2 separate regions of the Mus musculus genome follow, and region 2 is linked to region 1. Evidence: chromatin contacts called from public Hi-C data. All regions are on one chromosome and are shown on one strand. The core of a region is the stretch at or near the end of the contact, and the rest is flanking DNA. Distances in the headings are between cores, read along the strand shown.

Region 1 (3,982 bases), core at 21-2,520:
GCAGGCACACACCCAACCCAACTTAACCTTTGGCCTCCATATGCATGTGTCTGTACACACACACATCTGTGTGCTCACGCACGTGTGCACACATGTGCATACCAAGAATGCAAGAATACAATCATTGAAAAGCACAGAGAATGTGCTATGCAATAGGACTTTACTAAATACCTGAACTCCCCTCCCCAGAAGTAACCATAGCAACACTGAAAGTACATTTTCCTTCCCCTGTCTGAATATGTACAAGTGTGTGTAAATGCACTCAGACTTGTGTGTGTGTGTGTGTGTGTGTGTGTGTGTGTTCATGAGATTGCACTAAATTATCTATCTATTGTCTGGTGTTGCTCTTGTTGACCTAACTGCATACTGGTCGCATGGGCCCATATACACCTGATTTGTTTTCTAGCACGGGAATCCTGTGGTTTAAAACGACCCTCTCCCATATGTTTCCAGATGCTATAGTGCTGGGTTAGAGGTCACGCGATTTTAAGCTTCAGCAGCTATTGCCAAGTCACCTTTGAGCAACCTCTACCAGTTTACAGTGCAAGCAAATGATTGCTTCCTTGATTTCATGCCAGTAGCTGGTACTATTAATCTTCACTTTGGCTAGGCAGCTGGGGGAGGATGCGCTCACCTGCATTTCCCAGCTGACATGTGAAGGCGAATGTCGTTCTTCATCGTTGAAAGACGGCTGCGTTTCCCCAGCCACAGGCTGCCCCTTCGTCGTCTCTGCCCATTTTACACGACGCTTATTATCCCTTTCTTGCTGATCCTTGGGTGCTCTTTACATACATTTTATTTCATCTATTATCATTTTAATGGAGGTGACTCACATCAGGCAAGAGATGGAGATCATCACTGTAGAGTTTGAAGAGTCTTGATAAATGTGGGAGCCCATCCCCCAAATGAAGACATGAAACATCTTCATTACTCCTGAGGGTTCCCTTGGGCCCACTTCCAGCCAACACCTCCAGCGGCAGCCGTCCTTCTGAGCTCTGTCACTGGAGATGAGTCGTTTCTTCCTGGACTTCCTTTAATGGGATCACACAGATAAGTCCTTTTATGTCTTTGTCTTTTGTCCAGTGTGTCATTCTGAGAAGCCACCATGCCTATATGCAGCAATTGGTTTCCTGGGTCTATTGGACAGTAGTCTCTCCTGTGAGTATATTGTTGGCCTGGCAGGTTAAAAGTATTCAAACACTACATGAAGCATGTGCAGACATGGGTTATTGTTTCCTAAGTGACATGATGTGACAACCACAGGCCTGGTGCTGACACTGTAGGAGGAGCTTCAGTGCTTACAAAGGTGGTTGTGAAGGGCGTGGTCCTGGAGCCGGAAGCCGCTGGACAGTTGAACCACCTACTAGTTGTCTGTTGTTTGTGCATCTGTTGGGTCCCTTACTGGTACACAGATTGGTGCTCTCCTTTGGTACTCTTTAGGAACACAGCACATGTCGTTGTGTGGATGTGTCTCTGACTTCTCCTAGATAAACATCTGGGAGCTGAGGAACTGGGGCCCCGAGAGTATATGTTTAAATTTTTTTTCTTTTTGAGGAATTTACAAACAGTTGAGGTTTTAAAAGAATGTTGTGTATGTATCATGTGTGTATGTATGTATATCTATGATGTGTGTATGTGCGTGATATGTATGTATGTATGACATGTGTATGCGATAACTGCTGTGGGTGTGAGATGTGTGCATATCCGTGCATATGTGGCACTGTGTTGCATATGGAAGTCAGAGGGCAAGCTTAGGTGTCATCCTTGCCTTCCACCTTGTTTGAGGCAGGTACCTGGAGAATTCCCTGTTTCTGCCTCCTGTCCCACTGCAAGCACACTGCAGTCAGGCATGCCCACTGCCCACTGCCGTGTCTGCTTTTACTCCAGTTTGGGCTCTGAACTGAGATCCTCAGGGCGGCACAGCAAGTGCTTGCCCAGGCTCACCGTCTCCCAGCCTGACTCAGTTTTCCACTGAGTGTGCCTGGAGTGCTTTAAATGCAGCAAACGTGGCCACTTGTCAGGCACGTGGGTTTTAGTGACTCTTGTCTTGTCACAGAGCTCTCTCACGTTCCCATGAAGTCACCTCTGGTTTTACTTTGTAGCTTCTGGGACTATTGGATTAAAGTGTTCCTCTACTTTGTTTCCTATATTTTGTGCCTTTTAAAAATTTAGAATGTGGCATTTTGGATGAACACAGAAATGTGAGGACATTAGATGCTGTCTCCAAACAGTAAAAACGGTATCCAAAGAGACGACTGGGCAGTTGAGAACACATGTGCCCCATGTGCCCCTGCTCAGGGGTCTTCTGCTTCTGAGCTCTATGTCAACTGCGCACATAAGCCCAAGCGCTCTCTCTCTCTCTCCCTCTCTCTCTCTCTCTCTCTCTCTCTCTCTCTCTCTCTCTCTCTCACACACACACACACAGAATTTAAAAATATTTTTAAAATATTTAACAAACATCAAAACCAAACCCTGTTTTCCCTTCTGAGACTTCAGCCCCCATCCACATTCTTACCATAACGTCTATGAGAAAGAGGTGGGAACTGGCTTGTGTTTATGCACATGTATGCATATTCATGCCCGTAAGGGATACGTGTCTAAAAGAATACAGAGAGAATGAACCAGTAAACAGAGGTGGTGGGGTGGGGTAGGAAACACTACCATGGGAATAAAACTTCTTTAGGCAGGATTTTTAATACTGTTTTGTGTTCTGAATCATTCGTACATAATTTGTACATGATTTACATGTTCAAAAAATTAATCAAATCAAATGAAAATTAGGAAAGAGGAAAATGCCAAGTTATGCACTCACAGGAAAGCATAGACAAAATTATAAATTACTAGTGAACCTGGTCACAAAGCAAGAAGGAAAAATTAAACCTTATTTAAATAATCTTCAGGGGAGGATACCCTGCCTATATATCCATGGTGGTAAATAGTCTTAGCACAAACATCGTTGCCAAAAAAAGGGCTGGAAAAAATGGCTCGGTGGCTATGAGCCATCCTGCTCTTCCAAAAGACCTGAGTTCTGTAGGTCACAACTTCCTGAAGCTCCAACTCTAGGGAGCTTCCTCTGGCCTCAACTCCGCCCTCCTCTGGCCTCCATGGGCACTTCACACAAGTGGAATACACACACACACACACACACACACACACACACACATAAATAAAACACTTTAAAAATGGCAAAGAAGATGTCAGCTTTACTCGTGTTTCTAAAGATGGTTAACCAGCGGTAAATATGTAGGGAACAGCTTTCGATACTGACACAAAGTCTAGGCAACTTACAGGAAGTATGACTTTAAATGACTTGTAAATCATCGCTGGTTCACAATTCCGAGGGTTCTAGTCACCTCCGGTGGAAGGCAGAGAGGAAGGAGGAAGAATGTATAAAAGGGCTGCTCGCATGGTGGCTGGGTCAGGAAGCAAAGAGAACTAGATGGGAACCAGTCCCTGGCTGGACCCAGCCCACTCCAAGGGACCCAGGCTAGCTAGCCATGCCAAGTCCTACCTCTTAAAAGCTACCCGACATCCCCAAATAGCGCTACCAACTGGGAGCACAAGCTCACACACGTGGGCCTGTGCAGAGGAGTCATTTTACATTTAGACCAAAATTGGAGTCAAAGTTTTCTAAAATGAGATTCAAATAAAACATTTAAAAAAAAGAATTAATTTTAAAAAACCACCCTAATATATGCACATATTGAAACATTACTCCTGATCTTATAAATCTGTATAATTATTATGAACCAATTAAAAACAAACACATTTACATAAGTAATTCTGTATTCAAAGGAAAAGACCCGGACTCCTGCGGTAATGATGTGTCAGTGCGGCCTTTCGGGTCACGTGACTCATCAGGACAGAGTGGGAGCTGAGTGACAGATGAAATGGCCGAGCAAACCCAAGGTCTGGACTGATCTACAAGGCACAGCCTTAGGAGGTGCACCATGCAGACAGAAGAACAAACTCCCAGCCGGGG
Region 2 (4,237 bases), core at 1,504-4,003, 840 kb after region 1:
CCTGCCTACTTCCAGTTTTTACTCTCTGCTTCCAGCTTGTGACTCCAGGTGTGAGCCACCAACTTCCTGTCTCTGCCCCCGTGCCCACTGCTTGTTGCCATGGCTCTGCCCATGGAACCGGAAGCCAAAAGAAACCCTCTTCCTTACACTGCTTCTAGTCATGGTGTTTTATCATGGCAACAGAAAAGCAGCTGTGTACCATGCATACAGAAAGTGCTTCCCCAAATGCTAGCCTTTGTGCTTTGTTTTCAATGCTAAGGATGGACCCAGAGCCTTCTGTATGGCAGGACAAGGCTGTACCACTGACCCAAACCCATACCCCTGTGATGTTTCTTTATCACTTCTTCAAAAATGTGGAGCCTGATCCCTCTCCCCCTAGCTGTGCACCAGGCTCAGTGACAGGCTTCTGGCAAATAGAGCGGAGTAACTGAGGGTGGGTAAGCTAATACCAGGTCGTAAAGGACATCACTTCTTTCAGCTTCTCTCCTTGGGTGGGATGTTCAAAGGAGCAGCTGGCTGTCGTGACATGGGCACACCCCAAGAGCCTGGAGGAGGCTTAGGTGGGAGGGAACCAAGGTTTTCCGCCAATGACAGACAGGTGCTAACTTGAAAGCTATGCGAATCCTGTCATGCAAGATGACACCCATGTTCTACCTGCATCTTCAGAGATGACATCCCAGGTAGACAACTGTCTACCACCTGAGACCCCAGTCAGCCCCTGTGTCTCTCCTGAGCTTATCTCTTGGCCTACAGAACCATTCATGGGTTTCATACACAAAGATCTGAAGTGATTTTTTTTTTAAGAGGAGAAACGTAAGTAATTCAGTCAGCATTAGAAACAAGAAGAACCAAATCCATTCTCTTTAAATAAGGTTCGTGTTCTACTGCTCCCCAAAAGCCATTCAATTTCAAAGGCATTTGTTGGGGTCAGGGAGATGGCTCAGTAGGTGAAGGCACTTGCTGCCAAGCCTGATAACCTGAGTTTGAACACTGGGCCACATGGTAGAAGAAGAAAATAGACACCTGTAAGTGACTCTCTGACATCCACATAACTGCTGTACCATTCACCCTTACTTCCTTTTCTTTTCTATTTTTTAAGTTTTATTTATTTATTTTATGTATATGAGTACACTGTCGCTGTCTTCAGACACACCAGAAGAGGGCATCAGATCCCATTACAGATGGTTGTGAGCCACCATGTGGTTTCTGAGAATTGAACTCAGGACCTTTGGAGTCCTGAGCCATCTTTCCAGCCCTCTTACTTTCTTTATTAGGGTTACTATTGCTGTGATGAAACACCATGACCAAAAGTAACTTGGGGAGGGAGGGGTTTATTTGGCTTACATTTCCACATCATTATTCATCACTGAAGGCTGTCAGGACAAGAGCTCAAACTGGGCAGAACCTGGAGGCAGGAGTTGAAGCAGAGAACATGGAGGGGTGCTGCTTACTGCCTTGCTCCTCATTGCTTGCTCAGCCTGCTTTCTTATAGGACTCAAACCACCACTTATAGTCCCACCTCACAGGAGGCTGAAGCAGGAGAGTCACCAGTTTGAGCCCAGCCTAAGATCAGAAAAAAAGATGAGTTTATACTTGAGTGGGGTGAGATCCTTAATCTAATATGCCTATGCCTACTGATATGTGTGTGTGAGAGTATATATATATATATATATATATATATCTTGTTTTTAATTATATTATGTGTATCAAGTATCTGTGTGTATGTGTGTGTGTGTGTGTGTGTGTGTGTGTGTGTGTGTGTGTGTGTACATATGAGTGTGGGTGGCTACCTGTGAGTTTCAGATGTTTGTGAGACACTAGATGTAGGTGCTGGGAATCAAACTTAGGTCCTCTAGAAGAGTACCAAGTGATCTAACTTCTGAGCCATCTCTCCAGCCCCATAGTGTTCTATAGAGAGAGGAGACTCCCAAAACAGTCATCCTGGAGAAAAAACAGCCAGGAGACAGCAAGACGTAGGAGCTTCAAGCCCAGGAACATCAAATACCACCATGAGAAAGGGATGCAACCCGTCCTTCCCTGCAGTCCTTGCAGAAAACACAGCTCTACAGATGCCTTGGCCTTGGCCTTCCAGCCCTCCAGCTCCCAGAACCCCGTGTCTGATTCAGGCAATAGTGGAAGCTGTGGTACTGCACGGTAACAGTCCTCAGAAACCGATGTACGGCTGTAGGAAGCCGCTTCCCGGATTATAGTGGTTGAGACCTTGCCTGTCCTGTTTCAAAGGAAACATGCCAGTGCAGATGACAAGGCAGGCAGAACAAAAGGATGATGACAGGCAGAACTAGGGCAGTGGGCTTGGGAAGTGACAGACTGAGAAGCTGTGGAGGCCCTTGAGCGCCAGATGCAAAAGTCAGCAAGCCTGCCTGCATCCCAGGAAGCCAGCTCCTAAAAATAACCCTCTGTGGTGCAGGAGCTAGCTCATCAAGGGACCCCCTAGCCTCTGAACCAGCTCAGGCCACCCCCTTTACCCTCCAGGGTTGAGCACGTGACTATAATTGCAGCACAGAGACCCAGATGGCACCTGGAACCCAGGTAGATAATTCTGCTGCACCCCAACCCTTGCTGAGCCCAGAGACCCAGGGAGCTTTTGGCTAGAGCCACGGAGCAATCAAGTCCTCTCTGGACCGAGGCGCGATATGATGACCTTTGTGCTCGAAGCCCTCTCCTTTGCCGGGATGATACGCATAATTGAGATCTGCGAACAAAGAAAGATGAGACAGGAAGGGACTTGAGCGAATGACACCCTGCGTGCTGGGGCAGGGCAGGGTTCACGCCCTCACTAGCAGAGCTGGCCCTCAGCCCAGTATCTGCATGATGAACATGAAAGCCACCAACTCAATTACCTCAAAGGCCTTTTCTGCCTCCATTTTTTTCTCACTACAGGGACTATGCACCCTGCCAGAGGCCTTGTACTCTCTCAAGTCCTTCATCCTAGCCCGCCCACGCCTCCCCCCCCCCCAATTCCAAACCCGTGGTTAATGGCTGCCATGCTCCTGTCACATCCCAGGTTGCACAATGCCGAGCAACAGGCAAAAATCTGGAAAGCTGGTCAAGTGGGGAGAAGAGCCACTGAACCTCACTTTAAGATGTTGCTGTGAAGACGCCTCTAGGCTGGAGAGGATGCGGGGTCTGGAAAGTGCTTGCCTTTTAGCAGGAGGACTTGAGATGGACCCACAGAACACATGTCAAAACATCCAGGCGAGTGTGGTGGCATGCTTGTGCCATCCCAGCTCTGAGGAGGCAGAGACAGGTAGATCCCTGGGACTATCTGGCCCAACATCCTAGCCTAATTAGTAAACCTCAGGGCTCAGTGAGAGACTCGGCCTATAAAACAAGGTTGATGGTTTCTAAAGAATGATGGCCAGTACCAGGTAGACTCCCATACATACATGTGTGGGGAGAGAGACAACGAGAGAGAGAGAGAGAGAGAGAGAGAGAGAGAGAGAGAGAGAGAACAGGCCACTGAGAGCAGGGACTACACGCCCTTTTGTTCCCAGCAGAAGCTCCATCCGCAGCTACAGACCTGACCCACAGCAAAGGCTCAGTAAATATTTGTGGCATGGGCCAGAGACCACTTTATGCATAGTGCGTGTGGACATGCAGAACAGAAAAGGGAGCAGGGCTTCATGGTCCCTGTGGTAGGGTCAGGACCCTGCCGGGCCTTGGTGTGAGTGAATACCTAGTGTGTTCCTCCTCAGGCCCTCACTCCTATTCTAAGGAGCACCATAGCCCCAGAGACAAGGATCTTGACACAACACCCAAAGCTGGCCCAGAACACATGACTAGCGTGGCTGCGGGCTTGAGCATTTTCTCACCAATCCGGGCTAAATATAAAACGGGAGAAATGAAAGGGGATGTGGACAGGACATGTGGGAGGTGGACCAGAAGGAGCGATCAGAGGGAAGCTGGCCACCAGCCTGTTTGGTAGTAAGCAAGCTAATCACAGAGGAAATTTAAAGTGAGTTTCCTTGAAGGAACAGGGAGAGAAAAAAACTACAATTGTTCCCCTCTGCTCTGTGTCCCAGCCCACGCCCTCCATCTGGACCCAGAGAAGTTATGAGAGGTCAGAGGACTGACCTTCTGAAACACTTCCAGGCAGCCAAGAAATGCAAACACATCCACATATGCATGCGAATATACACATATGCACATCCATAAACACACACTCATATGCATGTATACACATACAAACATCCATAAACACACCCACTCACACATG

What was found. Hi-C and Micro-C count contacts between places; a contact is called where the count stands out from the background.
Region 2: a contact with region 1 is called in a Hi-C map of the N1E-115 cell line, with 3 times the contacts expected there. The contact joins two enhancer-like sites. A contact is called at or near these places in 1 of 39 promoter capture datasets (the C10 cell line), 5 of 15 datasets of contacts at CTCF or cohesin (the NIH/3T3 cell line, embryonic stem cells, large pre-B cells and 1 more), 91 of 484 Hi-C or Micro-C datasets (the 3T3-L1 cell line, the AML12 cell line, the AtT-20 cell line and 54 more), 10 of 115 datasets of contacts at active chromatin or transcription factors (T-cell acute lymphoblastic leukemia, astrocytes, bone marrow-derived macrophages and 6 more) and 1 of 9 other capture datasets (embryonic stem cells).

What each region holds. Positions count from the first base shown.
Region 1 is chr9:61,048,216-61,052,197 of GRCm38.p6, forward strand. Gm33699 (a long non-coding RNA gene) reads left to right here. Exons shown (of 6, transcript XR_003948174.1): 2 at 3,796-3,982. Among named protein-coding and RNA genes, the nearest start is that of Gm46116, 6.7 kb to the right of the region's middle. Within about 2 kb of position 1,271, at least 1 of the 459 cell types and tissues checked has an H3K27ac peak or open chromatin away from gene starts, as enhancers often do. A contact at or near this core is called in the N1E-115 cell line, where this site is marked.
Region 2 is chr9:61,882,303-61,886,539 of GRCm38.p6, forward strand. The region is part of intron 1 of Gm34974 (a long non-coding RNA gene); the gene reads right to left. Among named protein-coding and RNA genes, the nearest start is that of Gm34974, 14 kb to the right of the region's middle. Within about 2 kb of position 2,754, at least 8 of the 459 cell types and tissues checked have an H3K27ac peak or open chromatin away from gene starts, as enhancers often do. A contact at or near this core is called in the N1E-115 cell line, where this site is marked.